Linked DNA regions of Mus musculus: region 1 is linked to region 2. The links are chromatin contacts, called in public promoter capture Hi-C maps. All regions are on one chromosome and are shown on one strand. Each heading gives the region's core, a stretch centred on a gene start, on an enhancer-like site or on the middle of the called end of the contact. The rest is flanking DNA. Distances are from core to core; before and after follow the strand shown.

What was found. Promoter capture Hi-C pulls out the DNA fragments that hold promoters and counts their contacts.
Region 1: a contact with region 2 is called in a promoter capture Hi-C map of pre-B cells, with 2.7 times the contacts expected there. The contact joins the promoter of Tarbp2 here to the promoter of Prkag1 in region 2. A contact is called at or near these places in 2 of 39 promoter capture datasets (cranial neural crest and pre-B cells).

Annotation. Positions count from the first base shown.
Region 1 is chr15:102,516,376-102,522,139 of GRCm38.p6, forward strand. Tarbp2 (TARBP2, RISC loading complex RNA binding subunit) reads left to right here and starts at 1,817. Exons shown (of 9, transcript NM_009319.3): 1 at 1,817-2,227; 2 at 2,747-2,916; 3 at 4,100-4,202; 4 at 4,746-4,838; 5 at 5,349-5,421; 6 at 5,606-5,723. The coding sequence starts at 2,175. It overlaps Map3k12 (mitogen-activated protein kinase kinase kinase 12), which reads right to left and starts at 629. Exons shown (of 16, transcript NM_001163643.1): 1 at 413-629.
Region 2 is chr15:98,829,668-98,835,557 of GRCm38.p6, forward strand. It overlaps Prkag1 (protein kinase, AMP-activated, gamma 1 non-catalytic subunit), which reads right to left and starts at 1,841. Exons shown (of 12, transcript NM_016781.2): 1 at 1,763-1,841. The coding sequence starts at 1,771. Kmt2d (lysine (K)-specific methyltransferase 2D) reads right to left here. Exons shown (of 55, transcript NM_001033276.3): 52 at 5,515-5,800; 53 at 5,241-5,314; 54 at 5,049-5,157; 55 at 2,002-4,925. The coding sequence ends at 4,833.

The DNA.
Region 1 (5,764 bases), core at 567-3,066, 3.7 Mb after region 2:
TGGGGGAGGGGGGCGGTGGGTATATTAGGCCTTGCCCTTCCATCCCTTCCCTGGAGGGGGCCACAATTCTCCCTCCTTTCTAGGTCCTGAGGTTGAGGAGGAGAGGACGTGCTCTTGCCCGCTGTCCTTTAGGTCTTCCCCTAGCCACCCTCATCCTCGCATAATCCACCACAGCTTTGGAGGCTCTTGGTCTCCAAGCTGGGCCGCCGCATCCCTCAGCTTCGCCCGGTTCCTTCCTATCTCCAGGCGTCGGGTCCAGGGCTCTAGTTCCTTCATACCACAGCTTCAGCATCCTCGAGTCACCTCCTCCCCCACCACGCCACAATTGTATCCCGACCCTCCCTCCACGCCAGGATCCCAAGACCCGAACCCATCCCTGCCCCCCACCCCCACAAGTCGCCCAGGCTCTCACCTCGGGGGCTCCGCGGCCGCAGCACAAAAGGCGGCGCTGCTGCAGCTCCGCTCCGGATGCTGCTCCCGCCTCCTCCTCCTCCTCCTCCTTCCCTCCTCCCCCCGTTGCCCTCCACCGGACCTGGAGAGCTGTCACCGGCGATGCTCGTGTGGAACTCAGGTGTACGGGTGTCAGCCCCAGCTTTTAGCCCCCACCCCCTACTCGAAGCCCCGTCCCCACTCGACTTGAACTCCCGCTCCTTCCAAAGCCCCCGCCCCTGGCCCCCCGGGACGGACACGCCCTGAGCGGGGGATGCTGCGCTGGAGTCGCCGGCCTCTTAAAGGAGCCTGTGGCTGCCATCCGGCGCGATCCAGGCTCCTTCCTGGAGGTGTTCTACGGCAGTTCCACTTTGGTCCTCATGCGGAATCTGTAGGATCCCCTTGTGACCTGTCTTACAGATTCTTTCCTACACCCCGAGAGCGCAGTCCATCAGTATACACAACGCTCTGGCACTGGTCCCTTGTCATACCGACATCTCCAGCTGGCCTTCCCTCGTCGCTGCTCCATTTTCACCCAATTGGAATCCACCCAGCCGTAGGTCCCTTCCCACTTCTGTGCTCCTGGATGACCGATCGCTCGTTTTCATTACTGATTCCTCTTACCTCTAACCCTATTCCTTTCTAGCAAGACATCTTATCCTAGACCCATTTTAAAAAACACTCTTTGAATCACGTTTTTCGTGGTATCACTTTCTCCTTCTGTCCAAGGTCACAAGATTTCCCATATTTCTTTCACTCTGGTGGTATCAAGGCTTTGGAGAGCCAAAGGTAATCGTTAAGCTCTGCGCGTATATTAGTTCGTTAATTATTCCTGTGCTCTTTCAGGTGAGACTAAACACAGAAGGTCCATCTAATGATTCTCGGGACAGTTAAAAGAGGTTCACTAGGGCTGATCTAAAGAGGCACGAACCCTGTCAGGCTGCGTGGAGTTAGTGAAGAGAGGCGAAGGACAAGCCACAGAAAAGCAACGGGTTTTTTGACACGGAGTGCTGAGAAGCTTACGCTACAGCCTGGGAGACCGGGTCTGAGGAGAACTCCGGACTTATAAAACCCCAGAGCTCTGGGGTGGGGGTGGCCAGGTAAGGCACACCCTCTGGGGCAGCAAAAGGACTTCGGCCAATCACAGCCTTTCCTCAAGGAGAAGGCTACACCTTTCCTCGTCTCCGCCCTCTGGGCCAAGTGACCAATCTGCAAGCGCCTACAGGAAGTCGCTCTCAGTATAGCCAATAAAGCAGCGAAGCCCGCAGCGGCGCCCGAATGACGCGCTGGCGCCTGGGTTCTGTAGTTCTCTCAGGGAGACAGACCTTACCGCCCCGCCCCTGGCCGCCTACACGCAGCTAATACGCATGCTCACAGTGTCGGCTTGGGAGGAGGCGGTGCGCAAGGAGGAAGGCGGGAATGACATTAGGAAAAAAAAAAAACCAAAAAAACAAAAAACCCAACCCACTCGTAGTAGCTTGGGAAGCTTCCGCCGAGGGTCTGCTCCTCCCAGAAGGCGGTGCAGATGCCCGGGCGAGTCTCGCTGAGGGTTGTGGGGCGGGTAGCTCGGATCCATAAGAAGACACAAGGAGCCGAGTGGGCGGGGGACTCCAGATCCCAGCATGCCCCGCGGCGGGCCCTACCGGCCGCGACTCCGGGCTTGGCCCCGGCCCTAGCTCCTCGGCGGTGTACTGGGGTGCGTGGAGGCTGTAGTCACGGTGGCGCCCGCGGGGACGGAGGAGGGAATGAGTGAAGAGGATCAGGGCTCCGGCACTACTACAGGCTGCGGGCTGCCCAGGTGAGCTGCCTCGCTTGGATTCCTGAAGGACGAAAAGTGTGAGGTGGTGAGGAGGGGCGGCGGCGCGGCCCCAGCATGCACCTGGCCTGAGGGTTGTTCCCAGCAAGCACTGGGGTAGTGGGCAGAGGTTCCCGGCATGCACTGGGGCTGTGGCCAACGCCTCCAGCTCTAGTTTGGGGTTGGCTTGATTCCCAGACTGCACTAGAGCCCTGGGCTTTATGCCCCGACGTTCAGTGTATTTGGTGGGTACTGGGTTCCCGAATTGTATTGTGTCGGGGGAAATGCACGTTCAACCAGCACCACGGCACAGGATCCCTCGCCTTAACTGAGAACAGTACATTCTCCACTTGCCTTGGGACCTTGCTTTCCCTCATGCACCTTAACTTTTAACCCAGCCAATGGATGCTATACTGCCTGGGAATTCATGGACCCTATAATGTGGCTAGGTCTAATGTGACAGTGATTTGCCAGGTGGGTGCCGAAAGGGGAAGTGTGATGTTGGTCTGTGCCCCTTCCCAGCATAGAGCAAATGCTGGCCGCCAACCCGGGCAAGACCCCGATCAGCCTTCTTCAGGAGTATGGGACCAGAATAGGAAAGACGCCCGTGTACGACCTTCTCAAAGCCGAGGGCCAAGCCCATCAACCTAATTTCACCTTTCGGGTCACCGTTGGCGACACCAGCTGCACTGGTGAGGAAGGCCTGGGCAGCCTGGCTGGGGTGTGCATTCACAGGGCCCGTGGCTTAATATCATGCGATCACCTCACAGTCCTCTCCTTTAAAGCCAGGGAGGGATGGAGATATTTCAGGGGGAAAGAAGGATTGGAACAGGGCTGTGAGACGGTGGACGGGACCCGAGAGACTCACTGGCGAGAACAGGAAATGTCACAGAGATCTGCTACTTTATCACCCCAGAGGAAGAGTAAATGAGACATTGAACTCCTCGTGGGTATTAGGGGGAGCACATACTCTGCTAGCCTTCATGCCTCACATTGAACACGAAGAACTTAGTATGAGAAATTAAATGGTAGGCTCCAGTTCACATGTAATAAGTGGCAGAGCAGAGCTTTGACTTCAGACCCTCAGTTGTCTCTATTTCCTATTTACCGAGGGAAGAGAAAAGGGGAAAGAAAGACAGAGCAAAACATCCCTCCGCAACCCACCAGTGTTGGAGCTCAAAAATCCTGCCTGGCACAGTTTCATTACGGGAGCTGACTGAAAGAGGAGGTGTTCAAGGCCCATTTCTGTTGCTGTAGTAAGGCTCCGAAACTAAAAGCAGTTTAGAGGAGGAAAAGGGTTGATAGGTTTACAGTTCAGGTTACATTCATGACTAAGGGAAGCTAAGGAAGAAACTCACATTATCAGTCAAGACCAAAGAAAATAATCTGATTCTTGCTACTTCTGACTAAGGAACTCACTTCACAGCCACAGAAGCACAGCAGGAACAATGGCAGATACTCCATGCTGGCTGGCTGGCTTATTTATACTCTACTAGATTTCTTACACAGTTCAGGACCACCTGCCTAGGGGTGGTACCACAATAGTGGGCTGTGCATATCAGCATCAATTAACTATCAGTCCATCCCCCCCACCCACCCCCAGACATGCCCTCAGGCCAGGCTGATGTAGGCAATTCCTCAGTTAAGGCTCTCCTTTCAGATCCTTTTAGATCCTAGGTTGTGCCAAGTTGACTGTTAATGCTAACTAGGAAAAAGGCTAGTCCAACAATTAGTAGAACCCTTCCAGTTCTGACAGGGGAGGTTGGTCAGAGGGCTCTTCTCACTCCCTCTGGCTATGAGGAGATAGGCTGTGGGGGCTGGTTTCTCTGCTGTCCTGCCGGTGACCTCCAGTATTGCCCACGCCCCTTTTCTTAGGTCAGGGCCCCAGCAAGAAGGCAGCCAAGCACAAGGCAGCTGAGGTGGCCCTCAAACACCTCAAAGGGGGGAGCATGCTGGAACCAGCCCTGGAGGACAGCAGGTGAGGGAGGAACAGCCAAGGCACACTAGAAGCCCGCTGAGAACCCAGGCCTCTGCACTATCTACTTCTCTCCCTAAGCCTGGTCTGGTGACTCATGGCCACCCTCTCGTGGCCCCTTCCTGAGAATTTCCTCTGAAGCTGAACAGGGTGTTTCTAGAGTGCCTCAGAGTAATAGCCAGCCCCCTTTGATGGGTGGTGGCTGCTCTGGGGCATGAGAAAAGGGCATAGGGGGTGGAGGCAAAGACTGATAAAGTTGGTCCTGGCATGCCCCCTCTTTCTAGCAAGATGGCTTTCCCTCTTCCACATTCAGGTTGCAGCTTGTTGGGTAGAAAGAGACTCTTTTCTGAGCCCCCACCCTAACCTCAGTGCTTCTGAGCCAGTGTGGGGTCAGCAGAGGATCCCAGGAGGAAGAGCTGTTGCTGAGGCTCTCCGAGTCTGCATCGGGGGGAAGGAGTTCTCAGGGGATGGAAAGGTCAGAAGGACCTCACACCCTCATTCCCTTCTACATGGGTGTGAATCCAAGACCTTCTTCCCCTCGGGAAGTTCTTTTTCTCTCCTAGACTCTTCACCGCCTGAGGACACTCCTGTCGTTGCTGCAGAAGCTGCTGCCCCTGTTCCATCTGCTGTACTAACCAGGTATCTTGAGTCCCCTGACGTCTTGGAGGAAGGAGGGGGTCTTGGCTTCTAGTCTCATAGCTCTTGGACTCAGGCAGGTCAGGATGAGGAAGCCTGAGAGTAAAGACAGACTGGTGTAATTGAAAAATTTGCACCAGCTGGTTGGTAAGCCTGAGCTAGGAGGTAATTTATGATGATTAAATAGCCAAGCAATGAATGTTAGATTGTTTAAACATCTTAGAGGCTCCATGTTTGAGACCCAAAAGGTACTTCCAGGACTGTGTGTACAGCTCCTTTACCTCCATCACAGGGACATTGCTGAAGGATTTCCACATCTAAGTGCTCCTGGGAAGTAGCAGAGCCTCACTTGGTGGGGTGTGGGGAGGGAGGAGAAAGGCTAGATGTTTGGACAGATAGCTGCCTGCCTGGTGAGGAATTGGGAGGTGGTAGTGGCTGGCACTTGATCCATGACCAGGACAGGAGGAACCTCTGCATTTTCCTCAGCACTGGCCTGGGCCCTTTTTTCTTTAGGAGCCCTCCCATGGAGATGCAGCCCCCTGTCTCTCCTCAGCAGTCTGAGTGCAACCCCGTCGGTGCTCTGCAGGTGTGCCTCGTCTTCATTGTCATGTGTGCTATCTTCTCTGAAGTAGGGCTGAGGCAGGGGCGTGTGCACTTGTGGGTAGGGTGGTCCTCCTTCTCACTCAAAGGTGGAGGCTCTTGGTAGAAGGCCATTGGCTAAGGACCCTTTCCTCACTAAGCCTTGGACTCTCTTATGGTTTTCTTTCAAGGAGCTGGTGGTGCAAAAAGGCTGGCGTTTGCCAGAGTACATGGTGACCCAAGAGTCTGGGCCTGCTCACCGCAAAGAGTTCACCATGACTTGCCGGGTGGAGCGTTTCATTGAGATTGGTAACTGGGGAAAAGGGGGTTCACTCACCTTCTCTCTTTGC
Region 2 (5,890 bases), core at 591-3,090:
CCTTTGCCTCTGCATTCCTTCCATGCACCTCCCCACTCCAACTCTCACTCACTCTTTGTCTCTGTCTATCTCTCTCTCTCTTACACTTCAAAATAAAAGAAAAACCAAACAAAACAAAACTTCCTTTCTGAAGTGGTTTCGTCTATTCACAGAAAGCTGTTAAGAATATTCTCAAGCACACCGCCTGCCTTGCTCATAAATCTCCCACTGGCCCCCTTACTATAAAAGCCCACAGCCCAAGCGAGTGATGGCTCATAGCCACACTGTGCAGACCATCTGAGCTACCTACTGAGACCCTGTCTCAGAGAGAGAGAGAGAGAGAGAGAGAGAGAGAGAGACTTCCAACTTGGTTTTAGCCACCTTTTCTTACACTATCATCAAAATCTAGTTTCAACACTACTGAGCCATGGGCTGAACTCTGCTCCTAGGCTCACTGTAATTTCTCCTTCCTTTAGTCAGGTGTCTGTATCCTAAGGACACCTTTAATCCCAGCACTTGAAGGCAGAGGCAGGCGGATTTCTGAGTTCTGAGGCCAGCCTGGTCTACAGAGTGAGTTCCAGGACAGCTGCCAGGGCTACCCAGAGAAACCCTGTCTCAGGGGAGGGGAAAAAAAAAAAGCCCTAAGGACAGTACTTACTACAGTCTACCTTAACTAACAGCCTTCCCGGTACCTCTCATCTCTGTCTCTCTGTACTCCAGTATATATAAAGCAAAGGGCTAAATTCGTAAATATAGAGAAAAGTTGCTTTAGAACTATATACTCACAGTTCACTTATAATGTAAATAATACATTTACAAGTTAGAAACGTGTTGTTTTAAATTTAATGTAATCAAACTACTTTTGCTGAGAATGCTTTCTCTGTAGAAAAACAAAATCCTTGGTTAGAGGACCACCTGCATACCATTTTACCACTTTATCCTTCCTTCTTTATAAACTAAGTTACACTATTCCTCTGCACACAAAGGGGCGGGGGGGGGGGGAGGGGGAGAGAATTTACTCCAGGCCAAGTAACTGACTCAAAGAAAACGCAATTCTAAGAAGAGCGAACCTGCAAGTATTACATGGATATATGGTGGGGGAAGACAAACCCCAAGCTGCCCTCAGAAGATACTCGGTTAAAAACTACGGAGCAGGAAGTCGATGGGAGGGCCTTCGGAGTGGCAGAGAAAGCTCCTGCGAATGAGGTCGGTCAAACAAGTAAGTAGCAGATAAACCTACCGCATCTGTAAAGAGCCGAGCCGACGGTGCTCGCCAAGAACGAGCTGTCAACACGCATGCACAGCGTCACTGATCAGGACACGACCTAAACTTGTCCAGGGGACACAGTGGCCTCCTGGATTCCTTCCTTCGCGGAAAATTCAATTCTCGGGCTTAGTAAAGGAATGGAACCTCGCAGGATGCCAACAATTGCTTAAGCAATCGCACAAACGGGGTCCTGGAGCTCCCTGCAAGCCGGGCTCGCTCACCTAATACGCGGGATCACAACCCCGCTCTCATGCAAACTTCGGAAAGGACTTGAGGCACTCATGGGCAGGGGGCTCCAAGCTCACAACCCGCTCCCTATCTCTCAGGGTACCGCGGACCCCTGGCGGGCGGGCGGGCGGGCGGGCACGGGTGTGGCCCAGACCTAGGAGAGGCGCCCACCCGAGCAGAGGAAGGGGAGTCCCGGACTCCAGCGCCAAGCCGGGCCGGCCTTCCCCGGCTCCTAGCGGGGGGTCTCCGGCTCCACAGCGCCCCCCGCCGCCCTCCTGCGCCACTCACCGACTCCATTGCTAGCGCCCGCCAGTTCCTCAGCTTGGAAAGCTCCCTGGCGCCAGACCCCGCCCCACATCCGGTGCCGCGCACCACTTCCGCCTACGTCAGACCCCAGCCGCAGGGCGGAAGGCGGGGAACCCACCCTTCCGGCGGTGGCTGAGCCTGGTTTATTGGGTAACCTTCCTCTCCCAGCTCTCCAGGACCTTAAGATCTGGCCAACGGCGAGGGTCATGGGACAGAGGCACTTGTATTTAAAATGTTCTTTTTTTATTTATCGTTTAAAAACAAACTTTGAAGAAGCAAAATCCAAAACTTGCCCTTTGCCTCTCGCAACATAAATTATGTACAGTTCAGAATGATCGCTGATACAAAACATGCCAAGGACAGGGGCGCTGGGGGTGGAGGAAGAGAGAGCGCTTTAAAAAAGGGAACCATTTCATCCGTTGTCACGAAGGACCAACCTTGCTGTACAGGATACACACAACACAAAAGAAAGTTCTTCACGGGTTCACACTTGTCAGCGATTTATTTTTTTTTAAAGGGGGAGGGTCCTGGAGGTGAAGGTAGAAGGTAAAAAGGGAGAAACTGAAAATTGAGTGCAAGTGTAAACCAACCCAAAATACAAACACAGGGGGCGGGGTTGGGGGTGGGATTCTGATGCAATTATACAGGCAGGGTACTTTAAAAAAAAAAAAAAAACCAACAACAACCAAAATTCCAACCTTGTAGCGTGGGTCTGAGTTATAGTTTATATAAAAATTAAAAACTGTATAAGGTTTCTTCACTAAATTCTACAGGACTATCGGATACCTAGCATATGCTTACAAAGTCTGCCCCTTCTCCTTTCCCAGTTCTAGGGCCCAAACCCCAACCAGAGCCTGACTCACAGGAGACCATCTCCCCCACCTAATGCCTAGACCGTTCAGCTCTGTGGCTTTGGGGACAGCAAGCCCAGGTTCCCACTGTCTAGTCTAATTACAATGGTTTCCGTGGGAGTGTGGGGGAGTTGTTATTCTCAAACATTTGCAGCTTGAAACAGTTGAGGAAGCAGCTTTAAAAAAAAAAAAAAGAAAAGAAAAGAAAAAAAAAAGGCCAGAAAAAAAAAAAAAAAAAAAAAAAAAACCCAAAAATCTCCCTACCCCCATCAATCCACAATCCCCCAAATTTAAAACAAAACAAAAACCTAAAATCACAACAGCAACCGCCCTACCCCTCCAGCAGGCCTGCCCATTTGCCACCATCCAGCCCATCTCTACAATCCAGATAATCTGATTCTTGAAAATAGTAATTACAAAATGCCCTCTGCCCACAGCCCCTAGGAGAGAACTGCATAGAAGCGTCATTTCATCCCCTCGCTCCACCAGAGAGGGGTCTGAGGCCTCACACACCCTCTACCCTACCGCTACCCGCAGGAAGAGGTTCGTCTGCAGCACAAGCTTGGGGGGGGAAAGGAAGGGAAAGGAAGATAAGGGCACCATCACCCTCTGGCTCCCCCTGGGGCCAGCTCACTTTGTGCGTTATAACATAGTCCAACTATACAACCCGGGTAAGAATCACCCAGCTTCTCTCTATACCCCCACCTTACAGCAGTCACAGCCAGGGGGTGGGGAGGGGGGGGGAGGAAAGGGCGGTAGGTTGGGTAATGGAGGGGGCCCCCCCACAAGGGGAGCTCCATGTGTCCGCCCCACACCCCCCTACCATTTATAAACTGGTTTTGTAAAAAGAAAATAGATATATTTATATAGAATATATAAAGCACAAAAATTAGTAGTTTTACATTTGCTCTCCCCGGGGGTAGGGGGAGAGGGGAGGGCTCTCACCTCCGGCCGGCTCCCCCATGCCCCACAAGACTATGTACAATCCCATGTATAAATAGATAAATACCCCCCACCCTCCCCGCGCTGACACTAAGCTCCCCACCCCCACATCACCACCCATTCCCACCAGACCAGCAGCAGTTTGGTGACTGAGGGCAAGTGAGAGCTCTGGACCACACCCGGCCTCACTGGGTATGGGCACGCCGCTCAGGGATAGCCCTCACCCTACCCCCCACACCCCGTCCAGGGGCTGGAGGGCAGATGGGCTCGGGATGAGGCTGGGAAAACAGGAGAGCGAGATCCTGGTCCTAGGTTTAGCACGCCCCTCCTGCCTCCATGTCCAGATGGAGAAGGAGGTCCTAGAGCAACTAGGGACCAGTCACCCCCAATCTTCATCACCATTTGCCTCAGCCGCCATCCCACGCCCATAATTAAAAACAAAGATGGATTTTTGTTGTTGTTATTGTTGTTGTTGTCCTTCTCCTACCCCCCTTCCACCCACTCAGACGAGGGCAGTGAGGTGGGGGAGAGAGTCAGGGCAGTAGGGGGCTCGGAGAGGGTCTCACATTTCAAAACAGCAAAAAATCCAACACTTAAATGAGGTAGGTGTGGGTGCGGGGTCTCCTTGCCCGGCTTGCCCGGCTTGCCCTCCTGGGCATCTGGCTGCCTCTTTCCCATCATGTTGCATTTGTCAGAGTGGAAAACAAGGAAACACAACCCATAGAGAGACAGAAACACAGAGGAAAAGAGGGAGACAGAGACAGATAGAGGAAGGGGATGGGGGTGAGGGTAGGGGCAGGACCCGGCAGGCAGGGCCAGGTGTGGGACCCGGCCTTTGGGATTGTCAAGCTTAGTCAAGTCTCTTTGCAGCCTTGAATTGGGCCAGCGAGGTCGGTGGAGGCAGCAGGGCTGTGAGGCCCGGCCGCACACCCCTCCCTGCTCCCTGACACTTCTGGGTAGTCCCGGCCCATATCCCCCTCAAACCTGAGATGCCCAGCGGCTGCTCCTGTCTGTCCCCTCCTGGAACTGGGGGCAGATGCCAGCCTAAGGGCCGGTGGCAGGGAAGAAGGTTGTCCCTGGTGCCCAGGGTAGGCTTGGCCTAGGGTCCTCCGCCCCAGCCTCCTGCTCCAGGGGCTCCGGTCAGCCGGGAGCCCTAGCCCTGGGTCCTGGCTCTGGCTGCTACCTCTCTTCCCCCTCGTCCCTTTCAGGGAGGAGGCGGGAATGGGGGGAATTCCCCTGCCTGGTAGCCTCAAAGCTTCTTAGTTCATCCATTTCCTACAGTTCCAGGCTCCACAGTGACAGGGGATCTTGTGCTGATCGTCCTCAAAGTCAAACTGATAGTCATAGGTCAGCTGGAAAGAGAAGGGGGACAGCGTCAAGGCAGGCCTGATGAGGCTGTAGGCGAGGGGCCCCGATTGATGGTGTGAGAGGGGCCGTGATGGTCCTGGGGCACAGGGTCAGGGCTCTCCTCTTACCTCCTCTCCTTTGGGGATTCGCCGGCTGGAGATGATAATAATTTTGTCCTCCTTGTCAAACGTCACGACCTCCGCTACACAGTTAGGGGCACAGGAGTGGTTAATGTACCTGGATGGCAGGACAGAGTCAGTGTCAGAGACAACAGGTGACACCCACATGGCCACCAGAGACACTTAAGTCCTTACGCTCACCTGGCAGGGCCTCCGGTCAACGTGGCGTCAATCACATGCTCGTTGTTTATCCGAAACATGTAAATACCGCGGTTCTAGAAAGACAGTTGAGAAGGAGGAACCTAGGTTAGCAAGCAAACCCGGCAGCAGGCTTAGCTGACATGACCGGCCCAATTTCTCCTGTCTTCTCCCTCCTGCACGGTTTTCCAACTGCCTCCTGGATTCAAACCTGTCCCCAGGCTCCTAGGCCGAGGGTGGCCCCTCCACCACAGCAGCCCCAGCCACCCCACAGTACCTGCTCCTCATAGATTTTCTCCCGCCGATTGGCCACCTCATTGCGAATGATGGTGCCGATGTACTCGATGACCATCGTGTGCTTCTCCAGGTCCTTGGCTGCATAGAGGCCGAGGCCCTGGATACGCGAACGAGCCAGATACACATTGTTCTTCCACTCGGTGCGCAGGCGCCGGTACTGAGATGACTTGGAGTGCACAAACTGCTTGCTGTACGGGGTGTTGGTCTCGCCTGTGAAGGTGCTCTGATACGCCTTAGACATGCTGGTGCTGTTCAAGGTATGGGGCCTGGGGGGGGTGATACAGTCCATGACACGACAGACCGAGCAGACCTTGCCCGCCTCCTCCCTAGGAATGTGCTATCAGCAAGTGCTACAA